Regions from separate parts of the Zea mays genome. Here region 2 is linked to region 1. Evidence: chromatin contacts called from public Hi-C data. All regions are on one chromosome and are shown on one strand. The core of a region is the stretch at or near the end of the contact, and the rest is flanking DNA. Distances in the headings are between cores, read along the strand shown.

Region 1 (5,367 bases), core at 1,575-4,074:
GGAGATCGTTATATCCTAAGGGAAATAATGCCTCAAAGGACGAAGGACTTTATCGTTTAACATTCTCTGTGTTGCCTTGTTCTTAACTCATAGCATTTGAGAACAAGTCCCCAACAAGTGTCCTCGAACATGATGTATGTAGAGGAGTAGCGCATCCGGTGGTGCAACGGCCAGGGCCCAGGGGTACTACCTTGCTGATGAGACCAGGGTGCACTTCGTTTTATAGCCCAACTAAGAGTCATCAGTACTCAGTATGTCACGCGCGTTCGACGACTACTATATCGAGAACTGTGGCGTTATCTTGGCGCCAGAGGTGACGCAGAGGAGGACCGACAACAATGACCAGTTCGTCATCCTCGCCACCGTTGGGGTAGCTTTTGTGCCGACTTGCCATTAATTCTCTTCGCAAACACACACTTGCCTTTTGTTTAAGCAAAAGCGTATGGTGGTACGTGTCTGATGACTAACGATGTACGAGGGAATTTCTTTCGGTGTGTGTGGAACGTGCTCTCCAATGATGCGACCATGCAAATCGTGACATATATCGAAGTCTGCATGATATTGATGGTTGCAATGTAGTGGTGAAACATATAGATTATAAATAACAAAATTTATGTATGATCATAATCACAAATTGATTATGAAATATTTTCTCATAACGGTATAACACACATTTTGTATATAAATTATCGTAGTATGCTGGTATTTTATATTCCTGTTGCAACGCACGGACATTCAGCTAGTATTTTAAAGGATCGATAGTCAACAAGCAACCGAAAGATTATAGCCCCACATTACTAGATAGTATGGACACACCACTTCCCACAACTAGAGAACAAACATAAGTACTGATTGGAAACAAAGTAAAATACTAGATTTCCAACCTATACGAAGCAACTAGGACTAAATGTGCCAAACCCTGGTCCGATTGCATGGCTCGCTACTAAGGGGTCTTTTTGTACCGGTTTTTATCTCAAACCCAGTACTAAAAGGTCACTCTTTTAAAAAAGTAAAATGACTGCAGGTAAAGTTTGCACCAATTGACTGGTCTAAACATGATATGTTCTGTAGAAGAATTTGATAAACAATTAGCCTTGCGAGACTGCCTATATAGAAAACACTTGAAAGGAAATAACGAGAATAACAACTAAACTCTGTAGCGAGCAAAAGAAAAACACGTAGCATGCACATCAAAACTTTATTTCTGCGAGATACATAAGATCATTTGATATAAAGAAACATGTAGCTTTTATTTTTTTAAGAAAGAAAGAAAGGTTAAACTCTAAATACTCCCTTCGTATAGAAAAAATGCTATTCCATATTAATTTTTTAATTTTAACTAAGTTTACAGACAAACTGTTTTTATTATTTATGTCTTTAAATAGATTTATATGACAATATATTTTACAATTATATAAAAAAACAGGAGTCGTATTTGTTTAGCAAAACAACCAAGACACGTAGTGGCGGCACTAACGCGTTGGTACTTGCCTCGGTAGGGCGTGTCGCGAGGGCATTGGCCCTTCAAGTCACGTAACGTGCATACGTGACACTGGAACTAGGCAACTAGCAACAGAAGTGTTCTCCTACTCTCTATACTAGCAACAGAAACGTAGGGCTGGAAAGTGGACAGCATCTAGGCGTACACCTGTCCTGTCCAGACAGACAACCCAAACGGGAAACCATACCAAACGTCCAAACCCTCCAACTGTAGGGGCAGCGGCCCGGGCCGTGGCGAGACCGCGAGAGCAGGGCTGCAACTGCAACATGAAGCCAGCCGAGGGCGAGGCCAGCACGGTTGGGGCCCAACGAACCATGGTGGGCCCAGCCTGTCAACGAGTCCGCTGAGGTCACGGTAACCGGCGGCGAAGCTATATGAGGTCGCCCGGGTCGAGATCGATCTCTCCTCCCAAATCAAATCCCCAAACCCCGGGCCACTGCTCCGCTCCTCCTCCTTGCCGCCGTGCGGTTGAGCGCCGACGAGCAAGCCCGACGCCACCCTATGGCTATGGAGGTCCGCCGCAGGGTTCCGCCGCCGCACGGGAGCGCCCCACGGCGCCAGCAGGCGACCGGCGGCGAGGGGCAGCGGGTGCGTGTGCAGGCGGGGGACGCGCTGCCGCTGCCGATCCGGCACACGAACCTCATCTTCTCGGCGCTGTTCGCCGCGTCGCTGGTGTACCTGATGCGGCGGTGGCGGGAGAAGATCCGCTCCTCCACGCCGCTCCACGTGGTCTCCCTCGCCGAGATCTTCGCCATCTGCGGCCTCGTGGCGTCGCTCATCTACCTCCTCAGCTTCTTCGGGATCGCCTTCGTGCAGTCCGTCGTCTCCAACAGCGACGACGAGGAGGACTTCATCATCGACTCCCGCCACGGACAGGCGCGGGCGCCGCCGCCGCCCGCGCCGGCGGCCCCGTGTGCGCTGCTGGGGAGCCCCGCCGCCGCGCCGGAGAAAATGCCGGAGGAGGACGAGGAGATCGTGGCCGCGGTCGTGGCAGGGAAGATCCCGTCCTACGTGCTGGAGACTAGGCTGGGAGATTGCCGCCGGGCCGCCGGGATCAGGCGGGAGGCGCTGCGCAGGATCACCGGGAGGGAGATGGACGGGCTCCCGCTCGATGGGTTCGACTACGCGTCCATCCTCGGCCAGTGCTGCGAGCTGCCGGTGGGGTTCGTGCAGCTTCCCGTGGGCGTCGCCGGCCCGCTCCTTCTCGACGGCCGCCGGCTCTACGTACCAATGGCCACCACCGAGGGCTGCCTCGTCGCCAGCACCAACCGCGGATGCAAGGCAATTGCCGAGTCCGGTGGGGCCTCCAGCGTCGTGCTCAAGGACGGGATGACGCGAGCCCCGGCCGTCCGGTTCCCATCTGCACGCCGCGCCGCCGAGCTCAAGGCCTTTTTGGAGGACCCAGCGAACTTTGACACCCTGGCTATGGTGTTTAACAGGTAAGAACGCTAGATTCTAAATCAACGGCACATTGTCCCTTTCGCTTTCGACCCATGCTCCACGCGCGCTCTTGTGCTTGACAACACATCTCTGTGCAGTGCATCCATCCCGATCAAAGCAACAGTTGGCATCTGTCAATTTTTAAACCCATAAATTGCCTGTACTGTTGCCCACTTTTTTATAACTTGAGGATTTAGACTGGGATTATGTGAGATGTGACCGACCTGTTTTGGGAAATATTTGTGCAGGTCGAGCAGATTTGGAAGGCTGCAGGGAGTGAAGTGTGCGATTGCAGGGAGGAACCTTTACATGAGGTTCAGCTGCAGCACAGGGGATGCCATGGGGATGAACATGGTCTCCAAAGGTGTACAGAACGTGCTGGACTACCTCCAGGCTGACTTCCCTGATATGGATGTCATCAGCATATCAGGTTTCCCCATGTTATAAATTCTTAAACTCCGTTTGTGAATTTGACCTGCTTTGTGATATGGATGTCATCAGCATATCAGGTTTCCCCATGTTATAAATTCTTAAACTCCGTTTGTGAATTTGACCTGCTTTGCTGACTGTTTCTATTTGAGATCAGCATATTCTAATTCAAGAACCAGATAAAAAATTCTCACCGATTACACTACGACATAGCAATATATGTGAAATACAATATCTTACATGGAAAGAAATATAGTTTATGATTAAAAATATTGTTTATAATCAGTCTAGTACGCTTGCCTTATGTTGGAAAACTATAGAGAATCTTAAATATTGATAGTACGAAGGTAAGAAAAAAGTTTGACTTGGAACAAACCTAGATGGACTCAATTTTGTGAAAACCATTTTTCTAACCCTCATAGACTGGGAACAATCTAGGCATTAGGCATGACACCAGTAGCTGATGTTGACTTCACTTGCTCTCACTTATGCAGTTGTGCCTTTCTGTCCGGTTCCTCCACCTGTAGGCAATGAACATTTGAATACTGTACTTATATGGATAATTCACACAAATAAAAAATAAACCAATGACTGCGTTCTACTAGAGTACTAGTATATAGTGTTTTGAAATGATACGTCAAGTGTCAACTCATATCTTGCCCATAGCATAAGTAATAGCAGTGAGCTGATTTTCCAATATCACAGTTACGAAGTGGCGTAGCACAATTAATTAATGATATGAGAGAGATAGGAAGAATAGAAGGTGCAGTTTTTTGGGTGAGATTTTATTAGAATCCACAAAATTGTTTCTTGCCATTTTGATGCCTTGTATTTTCTTAACTAATATATTCTGTAACAAAATAGGTAACTTCTGTTCTGACAAGAAGTCAGCTGCTGTGAACTGGATCGATGGCCGTGGGAAGTCGGTGGTTTGCGAGGCGGTAATCAAGGAAGAAGTTGTGAAAAAGGTTCTCAAGACAAACGTACAGGCTCTCGTAGAATTGAACGTGATCAAGAACCTTGCCGGTTCAGCTGTTGCTGGAGCTCTTGGGGGTTTCAATGCCCATGCAAGTAACATTGTGGCAGCCATCTTCATTGCTACTGGTCAGGACCCTGCACAGAACGTGGAGAGTTCCCAGTGCATCACCATGTTGGAAGCTATAAATGATGGCAAAGATCTCCACATCTCTGTTACTATGCCATCTATTGAGGTTTGAAACATCCTATGCTAATGATGTTTGCTCTTCCACGGAATTTTATGGTCCTTAATAATTTGGTGTCCATAAGTTTTTTAAGACCTAGTGATTGATTGAAACAATTATATACCACACCCCCACTTGAAAGAATTGATTAATAATTGCAATAAATATATCACTTGTTTTAATATTTGTTTGGTACTCTAATGGTAACACAATTTCCTTGGAGCTAACATATCCCTTCATTGAGTATATACATGTAACCTGGGAATTTGATCATGAAGTCATTGTACAGTTTAGATGTCCAGCTATGCTTTTATGATGTTTAGAATAATGTATGGGGTCTATGCCATCGTGGCCTTACCTATATTAGTTATTATTCCCACTTGATCTGATTTGTATACGAAAAAAATATCTAGCAAATGTTGTTTTCATAATCAGCAGTCGCTGGCAATAGTAGTCCATACCTGTTTAATTAGTGTTTAATCTTGTAATTTTCTGTCTGCTATTGTTGAGATGGCATCTGGAATGGCATCGGTCTATGCTGGGCACTTGCAGAAAATTGTTTGTTAGTGTCATCATCTTGTGGCCAGGCATTATGCTATATAACTGATGAGGTGTTGTCCTGACCCAAACACAGGTTGGCACAGTTGGTGGAGGCACGCAGCTGGCCTCACAATCTGCCTGCTTGGACCTGCTTGGCGTCAAAGGTGCCAACAGGGAATCTCCGGGGTCCAACGCGAGGCTCTTGGCCACGGTGGTTGCGGGTGCGGTCCTAGCTGGGGAGCTGTCCCTTATCTC
Region 2 (5,367 bases), core at 1,307-3,806, 150 kb after region 1:
CGATAAACGTCGCGCTCGCTGAACGGGCGACCAAACAGAGCGCGACCGATCTACTCACAATTATCTTTGATTTGGTCCACGACGGACAACTCCTCTATTTTCCTTCCTAACCAGAGAGAGAAAAATACAGTGCCCGCTGGTCGCTGTCGACGCCTACCTGTTAGCTGTAGCCTGTAGGAAAGGACGGATCAACGACGGCAGGAGAGAAAAATAATAATAAAAAGTACGTACTCCTATTGTAGTACTACCGTATAGGGGAGAAAAGACGCTGCTGGTCCGGTGGGCCCGCAATCCTATCGATGTCGGGACGGCTGCGGGCGCCATGAAATTTCCTCGAGCTCGCAAAGGTTCCGGGGACCTGAACGATGATGATGATGCCTCGTCGACCAGCATCGCACGGACGGGACGGATAGCATAGCACCAGCAGAGCGGGCAGACGCGCTGCCTGTCTCTCCGCCCCGCCCCGCCCCGCCCCGCCCCGCTTTTGTTTGGTTCCTACCTACCATCGGAATCCGACCGTCCGCCACCTAGCGCGCCGCGCCGCGCCGCGCAATGAATGGGCGTGGGCGCATGGGTTTTTTCCCCCCCGATCCCGCCAGCAGGTGGATCGGCACCGACACACGGCCGCGGGCCGCACGCACACATGGGCAGCGAGGTGGAGTGGACCGGCTGCCGTCTCCTGGAGCCACACCAGTGCAGTGCACCACACGTGTAACGTCCCCGCAACGCTGGCGCATCGGTGTGCGCCGCGCGGCTGATCAGGCGCCTCTTAATCATCAGTACCAGGCAGGCAGGCGGGCAGTGAGGCAACAGGCTGCGCGGGCGCGTCAGCAGCTGCCATCGCCATGCAGACGCAGCAGGGCCAGGCCATCCACCCCGCACACGCAACTCAGCAGCAGGTAAGGTAGGTGGGTGGTGGCCACCAGCGCCCCGGTCTCGTCTGGCCGTCTCGCGCGTCGGCGGATATGGAGCGCTCGCCGTCGTGGGACGAAGATGCCTGCTTCTTGGCTAGACATGTCCAAACGGGCCGCCCGGCCCGGTCCGGCCCGGGCCCGGTGAAGCCCGGCCCGTTTTGGGCCCGGCCCGCCAGGCACGATTAAAAAACCGGGCCGGGCCGGCTAAGCACGCGGGCTCAATTTCTTGTCCGAGCCCGGACCGCAACGGGCTTAAACGGGCCGGGCCGGCCCGTTTAGCACGAAAAAAGCGGGCCGAAAAGCGGGCTATACGGGCCGAAAAGTACGTTTTAGTGTAAAAAAAGCGGGCTTAACGGGCTTAGAGCTAAACGGGCCGTGCCGGGCTAGCCCACCGTGCCTAATTTCCTGTCCGAGCCCGGCCCGCTTATTCGTGCCGGGCCGGCCCGGGCCCGTATATAACCGGGCCGTGCCAGGCTCGGACCGGGCCCAAAAAGCGGGCTTCGTGCTGGGCTCGCGGGCCTCGTGCTTATTGGACATCTATATTCTTGGCCGTGTTTGTTTACTCGCGGGGTCGGGCTGGCATATAAAAAATTACGAGCGCGGATTCGTCGCCATCGGAGCTTGGCTACTTGGACGGACCCCCATCTCGGATCTCGCCCCCCCCCCCCCCCAATCCCCCTGTCACTCCGATCTTCATCTTCGGCCGCGAACCCATCCTTTCATCATTATTAAATCAACGGCGAATGATGGCCATGGCCTGCCGTAGCAGCAGCACTAGTAGTAAAATCTGATGCGCTGCGAGTTGCTGCGACGCGTGCGATACAGTGTGGTGGGACTCACAGACGTACGTCTGTTCGTGTGGCAGGCACAGCGCGGAATCGCATGCCGCTGTTTGTCCGCTTGCCTGCCTCGCGACTCGCGAGTGCGTGCGTGCGTGCACGGAACGCACGCCGAATCTCCCCGGCCGGGCTTGTTGGCTCCTTGGCACGCACGTCGCGGTAGACGACAGTGACCCGGTGCTCGCCTCGCCTCGGCGGTGGGTGATGAGGTCCTCCTTTACAACTGTGCTCGTTTTTTTTTTCTCACCCTGCATTATTGCGGAGATCAGATCACAGGCCTGCAGGACAAGGGAGGGGAGGAGGAGGAGGAGACGATGAGATGTTGCATCAGAGCGGAGGAGTTCAGAGGCCGATCTCTTCTGTCTTCTCTCTCTTTCTCTTTTGGACAGGGGGGGAGAGGGTCACGGGAAGGAGCAAGGCGCCACCAGCCGACCAGCGTTGGACTGCTCTTGGTGCAAGGCACCGTCGGTTCGGTTTGACCACCCGCCGCCAGGGCTGGCTGGCTCACTCAACCCGAGCCGCGTTGCGTCTGCTCCACAGAAAGGTGCAACTGTTTGCCCCTCTTTGCAGTGTCAAAGAATCGGACATGTTCACCCAGATCTTTAAGCAACCAAAAACCCTTTTTGTGTGTTTTGGCCTGGTTCCAGTTCCACGAACAAGAGAACCAACGTACACAGAGCGTACTGGTAAATGGCAGAGCCTAATGCTGTGTAGGTGAATCGGTGATTGACCAAGAATGGTGATCTTCTTGGTCATGAACCCTGGCAACGCTACTTCCCCCAAAGCAGCAACATGAGAAGCCAGTAACCAAATCCCACCTGCCCTCCCTGCTCCCCCACCTAACAATACTCCATGATCCATCCATCCATCCTCACATATCCTTTGCCACAAATACAAAACAAGATTTGGTGCCTGCCTGCCTGCCTGCTTGTGACGCTGCTACTGATCCGGCCAGATTATCTGCTGCTACTGATACATACAGCCAGACTATCCGCTGTTATCATTACCACTACCAGTGGTGATTAGATTGCAGTGGTTGATTTGGGGGGAGATGGAGTAGGCCGCTAGCCTTTCCCTGTTCCTCCGGTTAAAGAATTAACAGCGGTGGGACAACGAGGATTGATGCCCACTGTCCGATTAATTGATTCCTCTTTCTTCCTCCTCCCTCCCTTTTAATACCCGCCCTTGCTTTCCCTGCCCGTCTTTTCCATTCCCATTTGTTTTGGCGGCGGCGGCGGCTGCCGCGCCACCAGCTTTCCTGTGCCTCTTTCGCCTCGCGGGCTATTTCTCCTCCTCCTACCTCTCGGCCTCGTCCTTATACGAGCGCCATTGTGAATTTTCGAGCAGCAGCTAGCTAGCCTGTCGTCTCCTCCCTCTTGTTCTTGGCTACTGATCCTGTTCTGTCGGCGATATCCAAGAAAACAAAGACTTGGTCTTTTTCCTCTGCGTGAGCGAGCTGAGTGAGGGAGCTCACTTCTTCGAACAGCCGGAGCCTGGAGCAGCAGTTGAGCTCCCCCGGAGAAAGCTGAGCCACGGCGCCTTTGTTGCTCTCCGCCGCACATGGACAGACAGCTCGCTCTTCCCGGCAGTAACAGCTCAAGGTATGGGCATGGCGACCCTGCTCCTGCCGCCAGATACTCTACCGCCGCTACAGTAATGCTTGCTAACCCAACCGACAAGGTCGCTGGGAGATTGATCCGGTGCATCGCTAGCTGTGTGGGGATCGCTTCCGTTGCACATGCTACTCTTCTTGGCCATGGACTGAAAAAGGCTGTGGCGCCTGGACGCAGGTTCTAGGTCTCGGTCGGCGATGGAGAGGGAGTCGAGGTCAAGGGTGCTCTCGGAGACGGCGTCCTGCGCCGGCACGCCGAGGTCGGTTCAGTCGACTTGCAGTCTCCAGCGCCGGTACTCTTCACGGAGGTTAGTTCGCGCGCTGTACTTTCTCTCGCACGCGCCCTCTCAGCTCTCAAACGCTGTGAAACCTGAATGGAGATTTATTTTTTTCCTCTCCCGTCCTCTACACGCAGCGATTTTTTGCATTGTTTCAGTTCGGCAGCCTATTAACTTCCTGCTGTACAATTCAACCGTCCTCTTCACGCCGCATCGAATTCCTTTGGGCCACAAGTACAGTACCCGCTAGCTGTAGTGTAGTCCACTGCCCGGAGACCATCCTCATGAACACCGGTTGACAATGGTGCCAGGCTGCCAGCATGCATGGATCGAACTCACACTGGCTGTAAAAATAGTTTTCGTGCAGAGTTTTTTTTTTGTTCTAATGTCAGCAAGGCCTAGGGCGACTTTCAGCTGATTTGCGCCAGCATATCAAGATGGAAAAAAACTGTTCTAATCATTTACTGCTTGTCATCTTAGCATTCTGAAGCCACATGATGGCGCACTGGACATGTCGCCACGGTTCTCCTACTGCAAGCCTGTGAGTAAATTAATCGGACCTATCTTGCTGTATGTATATATATATATATCCTGCATAGGCATTTCTCCAGTTTACTTACTGTAATGACTTTTTTTTTTATCATGCAGGCCGCCGACAGAGAGAAGATGTTCAACAGAAGACACTCCCTGAATTTACCAGAGCAATTGCCAGGTCATTACTCCAGAAAAGCAACAGAACGGACCCAAAAGGCTAGCTCAAAGGTTTGTAGCAAGTCCTGGAAAATTGCTGGAAAAAGCATCGAGAACAGTAATATCTATATCTCAAAGCAGACGGAATATGAAAACGCAAATGCTGTAGGGGCTACTGTTCATGCATAGCGGTTATGTTATGCATCAGTTAAATTCGGGCAGAGTGACGTACGGGTTTAAATCTGAACACGAACATGTTCATGACACTGAAAGCTGAACCGAGAAAAACAAATGTGTTCTTGTGCATTTTTAGCTCCTGATCTCGCCTCTCTCTCTCCACAGTCTGTTGCAGATTTGGTTGGGGAGATCGCAGCGCTCGAGCAGGAAGTCATACGCAAGGAACTGCACCTGCTCGCTCTCTACAGAAGAGCGTTTGATCAATACGTATCTGAATCCTGCAGCTTCACAAGCGAGGTACCCTACCCTAACCCCCTCGTATCAGACGCTGCTGAGATAGATCGGACGGTACGAAGTCTAACATCGCTACCCACTTTATTAGCAGCAGGTGGACCAAGAATTTCTGAAAAGCATCGACGAGGGCGCGCTACGTCTGAGGGACATAAAGCGCTCCGCGGCGTTCGACCTGCCGACGACGACCATCTCAGGCTCTGTCAGTGCTGCGCACGGATCGTTTTCATCCATTCTTTAACTGTTTCGTTCGTATCAGCAGCGCGGTGGTCTTTCGTAGCCGGGAAACAGTTGGTTTTTTTTTTTTGACGCCTCGCATGCCGCGCGCGCAGGAGGAGCAGGAGGAGGCACCACCAGAGGCAAAGGCAGGCGCGAGGCATTCCAGCCTCGTCAACTTCCTGAGCGCCTCCATCTCGGAGTACGTGCCCAAGATCTCGTGCAAGCTGTCGGAGGACATCCTGGGCTGCATCGCCGCCGTCTACTGCAAGCTCTCGGGCGCGGAGGGGGAGTGCTGCGTGGCTTCGCCGAGCCCTTCGGTCTCGTCTTGGAGCACCTTCTCTCCGAGG

What was found. A called contact is a pair of places that touch in the nucleus more often than the background predicts.
Region 2: a contact with region 1 is called in a Hi-C map of leaf, with 6 times the contacts expected there. The contact joins the promoter of LOC100304293 here to the promoter of LOC100274191 in region 1. A contact is called at or near these places in 4 of 25 Hi-C or Micro-C datasets (bundle sheath, leaf and tassel).

The regions. Positions count from the first base shown.
Region 1 is chr7:139,322,528-139,327,894 of Zm-B73-REFERENCE-NAM-5.0, forward strand. It overlaps LOC100274191, which reads left to right and starts at 2,825. Exons shown (of 4, transcript NM_001148564.1): 1 at 2,825-2,940; 2 at 3,190-3,371; 3 at 4,235-4,581; 4 at 5,207-5,367. The coding sequence starts at 2,831.
Region 2 is chr7:139,468,189-139,473,555 of Zm-B73-REFERENCE-NAM-5.0, forward strand. It overlaps LOC100304293, which reads left to right and starts at 2,557. Exons shown (of 12, transcript NM_001165735.1): 1 at 2,557-3,354; 2 at 3,544-3,673; 3 at 4,124-4,184; 4 at 4,292-4,405; 5 at 4,676-4,807; 6 at 4,896-5,003; 7 at 5,134-5,367. The coding sequence starts at 3,564.